2 separate regions of the Arachis hypogaea genome follow, and region 2 is linked to region 1. Evidence: chromatin contacts called from public Hi-C data. All regions are on one chromosome and are shown on one strand. Each heading gives the region's core, a stretch centred on a gene start, on an enhancer-like site or on the middle of the called end of the contact. The rest is flanking DNA. Distances are from core to core; before and after follow the strand shown.

What was found. Hi-C and Micro-C count contacts between places; a contact is called where the count stands out from the background.
Region 2: a Hi-C map of leaf shows a contact between it and region 1, with 3 times the contacts expected there. The contact joins the enhancer-like site here to the promoter of LOC112802766 in region 1. A contact is called at or near these places in 3 of 8 Hi-C or Micro-C datasets (leaf and an unstated tissue).

The regions. Positions count from the first base shown.
Region 1 is chr5:111,808,094-111,812,095 of arahy.Tifrunner.gnm2.J5K5, reverse strand. It overlaps LOC112802766 (gibberellin 20 oxidase 1), which reads left to right and starts at 2,378. Exons shown (of 3, transcript XM_025846106.3): 1 at 2,378-3,257; 2 at 3,349-3,670; 3 at 3,968-4,002. The coding sequence starts at 2,701.
Region 2 is chr5:111,859,563-111,863,481 of arahy.Tifrunner.gnm2.J5K5, reverse strand. No RefSeq gene overlaps it. Among protein-coding and RNA genes, the nearest start is that of LOC112802767, 10 kb to the left of the region's middle. Within about 2 kb of position 2,596, at least 3 of the 3 cell types and tissues checked have open chromatin away from gene starts, as enhancers often do.

The DNA of each region.
Region 1 (4,002 bases), core at 1,129-3,628:
ATTGTTTATATATATAATATTTGTTTAAAAATAACTAGCATAATTTAGGAATTTAATAACACGTATACATTTTTTGAGATTAAATATGATATATTATCAGCAAATAAATTATAACGGTAAAAAGTAAAAGCATATTATCATTGAGTTATAACTACTGTTAAAAAAAAATTAAGATAACTATTTTTATGTTCACCTAAGAGATGATATAAGAATTTTTTTTCTTTTTTTATGTCGATATAATATAAGATTTGTATATATATCTTAAACGATGGAGCAAAATATACTAGATTAATTTGTAAAAAAGAACAAAAAAATAAGAACTAATTTAATTCGAGTTAATTTAGTTCAATTTGATTGGATTTACCAGGAATTAGTACATGTATCTGTGTTTTATACGAAATAATAATATATAAAAATGTATAAAATATTTTTTATATTTTAAATGAAAACATGCATAGTAATTTTTGTTATAAGAATTTTATAAAATTAATTAAATTTAAAATTTAAATATATTTAATATTAAAAATAATAAAATTAATAAATAATAATTTTACTTATTTTCAAATTATAACAGTTCTTTATTAATAGTAATATATAATTTTTTATTAAATTGAATATTTACATTGAAATTTTATCTTTTTAAAGTTTTTTTTAAATAACATTAGTAGTTAAATTTATAAACATTTTCTCATGTTTTATGAATAAAATTTTTAATTTTTTATGTTAAAATTAATTTGAGCAAGTACAATTTAACATAAAATAAAATTTGTCGAAAAAATTTTTTTTATTATCATAATAAAAAAATTATGAAAAATTATTTTTATTAAAATTTATCTAGAATTATTTTATATTCTAATATCATATTCATTCTTAAAATTAAAGTAATACGAGAAATATTGGTATTTGTTAAAACTTACCAACATATTTTTTTTTGTTAGTTTAAATATTTACCAAAATTGTTAAAGATAAGATAAATGCATAATATCTTATCATAACAATGACTGATTTATTGATCCAAAATAATTTATAATATTTTTTTTATTTTAAGATAGATAATAAAAATTTTATTAAGAGAATATAGGATACAATTTATACTTATCTTTTATGCATAAATACAATTTTTATGAATGTTATTTTATCACTCAATTTCTCAAATTAAAATAAGCACATAAAGAATATAACTTAAACATTGAGAAGTTTCAACGTGTGAAGAGTTATGATAAATTAATTTATATGGAATAAAAATGATAAAATTTATAATAAAAATTGAATAAAGTGACAAATAAATCTCTGAGTATTTTATAATTTAGACAAATTAGCATATAAAGAAAAAAAGTACCAGTAAAGTTTTCTACGATAACAGATATGGATACACTACCTCCAAATTAATTCCTATAATGATGGTTGAAGGTCTTAATTTGAATATAACTTGTCCATGTCTGCTATTCTTGAGAATTTTATTGGTATTTTTTTAAAGATTAATATGTTCGAAGCGTAAATCTTTAAAAACTTATTTGTCACTTTATTCTAAAAAATTATAAAAACTTAAATTAACAGAAATAAAATAAAAAATAAAAAAGATAGAATGCAATAATAAATAATAATATTTTATAGTTTATAAAAAATCAAAGAATATAAATAACACATCATAGGAAAAAAAAAGTATTACTGAATAAAAGAGTAATTAGTAAAAATAATAAGATTCTCTTTTAATATATATGATTTTTTACAATAAACAAATTATAAAATACAAAAAATAGATAAAATAAAAGGAAACGAAAAAATTGTGTTTTTTTTTTTACAAATTGAAGAAATATCTACGATTATATAAGTGTTGGTGGACATATAACTATTAAAAAATAAATTACAAAAAAATATAAATTGACATATTAGATTTGATAGTAAAATAAAAATATAAGCAACGAATAAAAATCTAAAATTTAAAGTAAAAATATTTAAGATTAAGAAAGAAAACAAAGAAGAAGTTTTGATTAACAACGGCTCAAATATTAACATAACAATAAATTAAATTAAATAACATATATTTAAATTAATTAACATATATTTGAATTTATTAGTCAAAATACATTAAAAAAAACATACATGTACTTATCTTTTCATATTCAGTATTCAAAGAATCAAATGCATATTGCTTTTAATTAATAATGTCTTAGTAAAAGAATCAAATTAATATCGATTATAATAAAAGAAATCCTTACTCAAATAACTGTCTAAAATCAGAAATATTATTATGAATTAATAATGAAATTTTTTTAAAAATATTTGGAAAAATTTAATATTTTAATTAATTATTTACATAAAAATATATCCATGTGAATATAATATATAAATAATTAATATTTTTTAATTATAAATTTTTTTACTTTTCTAATCACAAGGAGTATCCTAACAAAATTGATGTTATTTTTTGAAGAGAATATTACTGTTTGTATGGAAGTGGTGCTTACAGTATTGAGTGAGTTTCACCAATTGTCCAATTGTGTCTACACAACTGAGAGAGAGAGAGAGAGAATGCCCTCTGCCTATATAAAGATTCGAACTTGTGTTGTGTGATTTCCCCAATAAGCGGCCTTGGCTTTTCCTTCATCCCCTCTCACAAACCATTTCTTTCTTTCAACATTTTTAAAAATTTCGAATTTGGAATATAAATATAGCTATACTTTTTCCTTGGTTAATGAAATGGCAATGGAGTGCATAACAAGTACTCAATCCATGACTCAACCACACCAAAACAACAACAAAGAAAGTGAGACAACACCATTGGTGTTTGATGCCTCAATCTTGAGGCATCAACACCAAATCCCAAGCCAATTCATTTGGCCTGACGAGGAGAAGCCAAGCTTGCAAGTATCCAAGCTTGTCATCCCCCTCATCGATCTAGGCGGCTTCTTGTCTGGCGACCCGGCCGCCACAATGGAAGCCGTCAGGCTCGTTGGGGAGGCATGCAAGAAGCATGGCTTCTTCCTCGTCGTCAACCACGGGATCAACGCCGACTTGATCTCTAATGCACATAGCTACATGGATGATTTCTTTGAGCTTCCCCTGTCTGAGAAACAGAGAGCTCAGAGGAAAACAGGGGAACACTGCGGCTATGCTAGTAGCTTCACTGGCAGATTCTCATCAAAGCTTCCATGGAAGGAGACACTCTCTTTTCAATTCTCCGCAGAGAAAAACTCACCAAAGATTGTCAAGGAATACTTATCCAACACAATGGGCAAAGAATTCGAACAATTCGGGTAATAATAAAGTAATAAGATCAAGAACAAGTTAACTTACTCTTTTTCTTCTCTGTTTTGTAATATTCTTATTGTTCTAAATGTGGAACAGGTCAATATACCAAGATTACTGTGAAGCTATGAGCAAACTTTCACTGGGGATAATGGAGCTTCTTGGAATGAGCCTTGGAGTTGGAAAAGAATGCTTCCGGGAATTCTTTGAAGAGAATAGGTCAATAATGAGGTTGAACTATTATCCACCATGTCAAAAACCAGACCAAACATTAGGAACTGGACCTCATTGTGATCCAACATCTTTAACCATTCTTCACCAAGACCAAGTTGGTGGCTTGCAAGTGTTTGTTGATAACGAGTGGCATTCCATTACCCCAAATTTCAATGCTTTTGTCGTCAATATCGGAGACACCTTCATGGTATGTATGTTTCATGCACTTTTACCAAACAATCAGCTTTGTTCTGTTTTTTTTCTTTTGCCACTAATTATATTCATTATTAGTAAATAGTGATAGGTAAATAATATTATTTCCAATTCAAAATAATACTTTTTGTAATATACCAAAAGAGTTAAACATACTATTATAAAGTAGTTAAACCAAATCTTATATCAATTTACTAAATTAAACTAAGATAATTATTAAATTATTAACTGTATACACGTAGTATAATTGTATTTTATACGAGTTTCTTATAGTTTATTAATGTTTGTGTAGGCGCTTTCAAATGGAAAATACAAGAGTTGTTTGCA
Region 2 (3,919 bases), core at 1,347-3,846, 51 kb before region 1:
TAGCATGGTCATGGCTTCTAGCAGGTGGTAGTCCTGAAGGGGTATCAAACACCCTTGCATAATTCTATAAAAGCAGGGCCAACTCAGGTTTTAGTTCCTGAGATAATTGCAGCTGCTTCGTATTTCCTTGCTGTTGCGGTAGAGTCTCTTTCCTCCCTTCTTGTAATTGTAGAGTAAAAGCTTCAGCAACTGAATTAGTGTGAAACAACCTCTTGATGTGGTTGTATTGAGCCTGCCTCGGACCATTGTAAGCATCACTAAAAATGGTTACAAACCCACCATTCTGCCAAAACTTTATAAATGAGGAATCATAATCAACAATGTGAGTTTTTAGTCTCTTGAGCCAAGTAGTGCCAAGTACTAAATCTCCACCTGCAACATGTAAGACATATACTTGTGGAACAATCATTTTGTGGCCCTGCATATTAACCTCAAGAGCCTTAATACATCCTTCCACTTTCATCATTTCAAAGTTGCCAACCATGACATTAAATTCAGGTGTTGGCTCCAGTGGAAGGTTAAGAAATTTTGCAATCTTTGGTTGGATAAAACTGTCAGAACTTCCACCATCAATTAACACTTGGATTTCATGACCCAGAATCCTTGCGGTCAGTCGGATTGTAGCCAACCCTTTAGCTCCATTCATTGCATTATAAGACAAATGATGATCCGTAACTTGCTGTTCTAACTGCTGCATCACATCCTCTTGGGCAGGTTGTTCAGTATTAGTCATTTGCTGCTCTTCAGCCTCTTCCTCTGCTATTTCCTCTAATTGAAACAACATAAAGTGTCTGTTGGGGCACTTATGTGTTGGGAAAAAACGTTCATCACACCAGTAGCATAAACCTTTTTCTCTTCTCATTTGTTGCTCAGCTGTCGTGAGGCGCTTAACTTGGTTTCTGTTGGAATTTATGGCAGGTTTAGTGGCTGGAGTGGGTAGCAAGGGTGGTAATGTTTGGCGGGGAAGGGCAGGCTTATTTTGTTGTCCAGGGCTTGTTTGAAGGGTTTAATTTGAATGGATTGTTTGGTTACGGTAAGTGTTTGGGCCTTGTGAATTTCGAAAAGATGATGAAAATTTGTCTTCATATAATCTAGCTAAGCTCACAGCTCTAATTAATGAGGGAGGGCACTGAGATTTTACCTCACATTTAATGTCCATACGTAAGCCACCGATGAAACAGTCTCTTAGAGCATTCGGAGGCTCAAGATTGGTCCTATTAGCCAAGGACACAATTTCTGCGTAGTATTCTGCTACCGAGCCTTTCTGCATCAGCTTGAACAATGATTCTCGTGGAGAATCGAACAAAGACGGGCCAAACTGTTGTTCGATTGCTTGACGCAACTCATTCCAAGAGTGGAATGGTAATGAACATTGAGCCATTTGAAACCAAGGGATGGTAGGTCCCACTATGTGCATTCCTGTAATTGTAACTTGTTCTTCCTCAGGCACCCGATAGAAGTCAAAATACTGGTCCACAGAGAAGATCCATCCCAACGCATCTGAACCGTCAAATTTGGGTAGGTCGAATTTTGGTTTTCTAAAGTGAGGTTGATGATTGTGAAAACCACCCCCATGACTGAAATGAGAGCCATGGCTAAACTCCGTGTGAGGATCAGTTTCTTGGCTTGTATTAATAGGCTGCTTTTGGAGCACCTGCATAATAGAGTTATGCATCGTCTCCATTCTCAAACGCATTTCCTCATTGTTCCTCGCAACCTCAGCTCGATGAGCTTCTGCATTTTTCTCAACAAGCTCATACAACGTTTTAATATCAGCTTCTACCTTTTTAAACCTCGTGTCTTCTGCCATGTCTCTCAACGAAAGCACCAAATGAAAGAGGTAGAAATTTTCTCTTTGGATATCAATATATATATGAGAGCAACAGGTATAAAAACCAAGAAATAATGCAGAACCAGTACAAAAGTCTATGAAAGGGAAGTATATTAAGTAAGGAATAAGAATAATAAAGGGGTGTGATGATACTCGAATCAGTGCCTTCAACCGTGTGCAAATTGTACCTGAGTGAGGAAGATAAGATTAGAGAATGTAAGTAAGGAAAGAAGGAAAAAATATTGCCAGAGGAGATACAGAGGTGACAGGGGAGAGAGAGAAGTTAAATTACCAAAAGTGGTCTAACAAACATAGTCACGCAGCCGAGTATTAGAGCATTTTTTTCTGCTGCCTCTCCTCAGCTGCTCAACCGCATCTGCTGCCAAGTATCTCTTTTGCATAACAGAATTTATCTTGTATTCAGTGTCAAGTTTGCCCCTCATTGCTTGGTCATCCTCTAATTCCATTTTTTTTAATTGGCTCGTGACAATCTTCCCACCAAGTTGTGCTTTCCGATTGTTGCTTCTTCTTAATGGTTCTTACTCTACCTTCTACTGGAATAAGACCACACGTTGCCGTAGTGATAAGGAACTCTCTCAGGAACTCTCCTCATAACGAGAGGTTTGGCAATATTTTTGGGTTTCATTGGTTGAAATCTTAGGCCCATATCATTTCAAATCCAGTCCAACTCTAGGCTTCTCAAACATATAAGAGTAACCTTTCTCAGACCCAAAACAAAACCAACAACCTTAAATGACCGAAAACCCAGAACCCACAAAGTTTCTTCCAGTACAGAAACAGCCTGTTTTTTAGAATACATTGTATGTAGCCTGGGCCTTTTGGGTTAGTGTGGTTACTCGTTTTTAATTTTTTGGCCTTTTATGATCATACCTTTCAAGTCAGAATAGACTTCCAAAACTTCCCATTACAGATATAAAAATAGTGTATGTGAGTTGTGTAATGAAAAAAAAGAAAAAAAGAAAACGACATTGATAATGGGATGCTGCTGCGCCTGCGCATATGAGAGTTTATTAATTCAAATCTTATCCCATTAATAACCTTTATCATATTAAACATTAACAAGTTTATTAATTTATTATTTTATTGATTAAATATGCATCAATAATAACATATAAATTTTATTAAATGCTCATGAATTTAAATATTAGGAATACAAATTTTTTTATGATTATAATATAAAAGTAAAAAAATTGTGCATCACATTTTTCCAATTTCTTTTATGTATGATAGTGGTAAATGACATAAAAAAATTAGTAAAAGAGATGTATCATTTTTTCAATAATTGAATATGAATTAAACATTCTAAAATTGTGATTACAATAATTCTGTAAAAAAAGAAAAGAAAAAGAAAAGGCTAAGGTACAAAATCTAAGGGGAAAAAAATGACAATTACACTACTTTATTTTCGACATTTTGTGTATACTTCTCTCTCGCTCTATATATATATATAGTATCTAGTGAAAAAGATGTTCTTATATAAAAAATAAGAGCATTTAATTATAGACATAATAAATAGCCAGAATTAGACTACAAAAATTAAAAAGAGAATATATATAATTAATGTGTTTGAAATTAGAGAGAAAGAGTGTAATTAATATCTTTAAAACTAGAGAAAGAGAGGATAATTAATTTTAAATATTTTTAATTATATTATTTAAAATATAATTTAATATATGAATTATAAAATAAAATAATTTTACCTGTTAATAAAATAAGTTGATTGGTCCATAAATAAATAATACATAAGTAAATATTATAAGTAAATAATATAAGAAAACATAATTTATTATTAATTATATGATTATTATTGATTGGAAGTTTTTGTTAAACGATTTTTAATAAATAAAAAAAAATTTACTAACTTTTTTCTAAAACGGAGAACGTGTTAATATCGTGAAGGCTGTGGCTAAACAAATATTTTTATAAAAAGATATTTTTGATATTTTTATTAGAGTAGATATCATCTTTTTATAATATAAAAGATGAATTCTTTATATTTTTTCAGTTTTATTTATAAATAATTTTTAATATAAAAATAAAATATGTAAAAAAAACAAAGAAATGTAT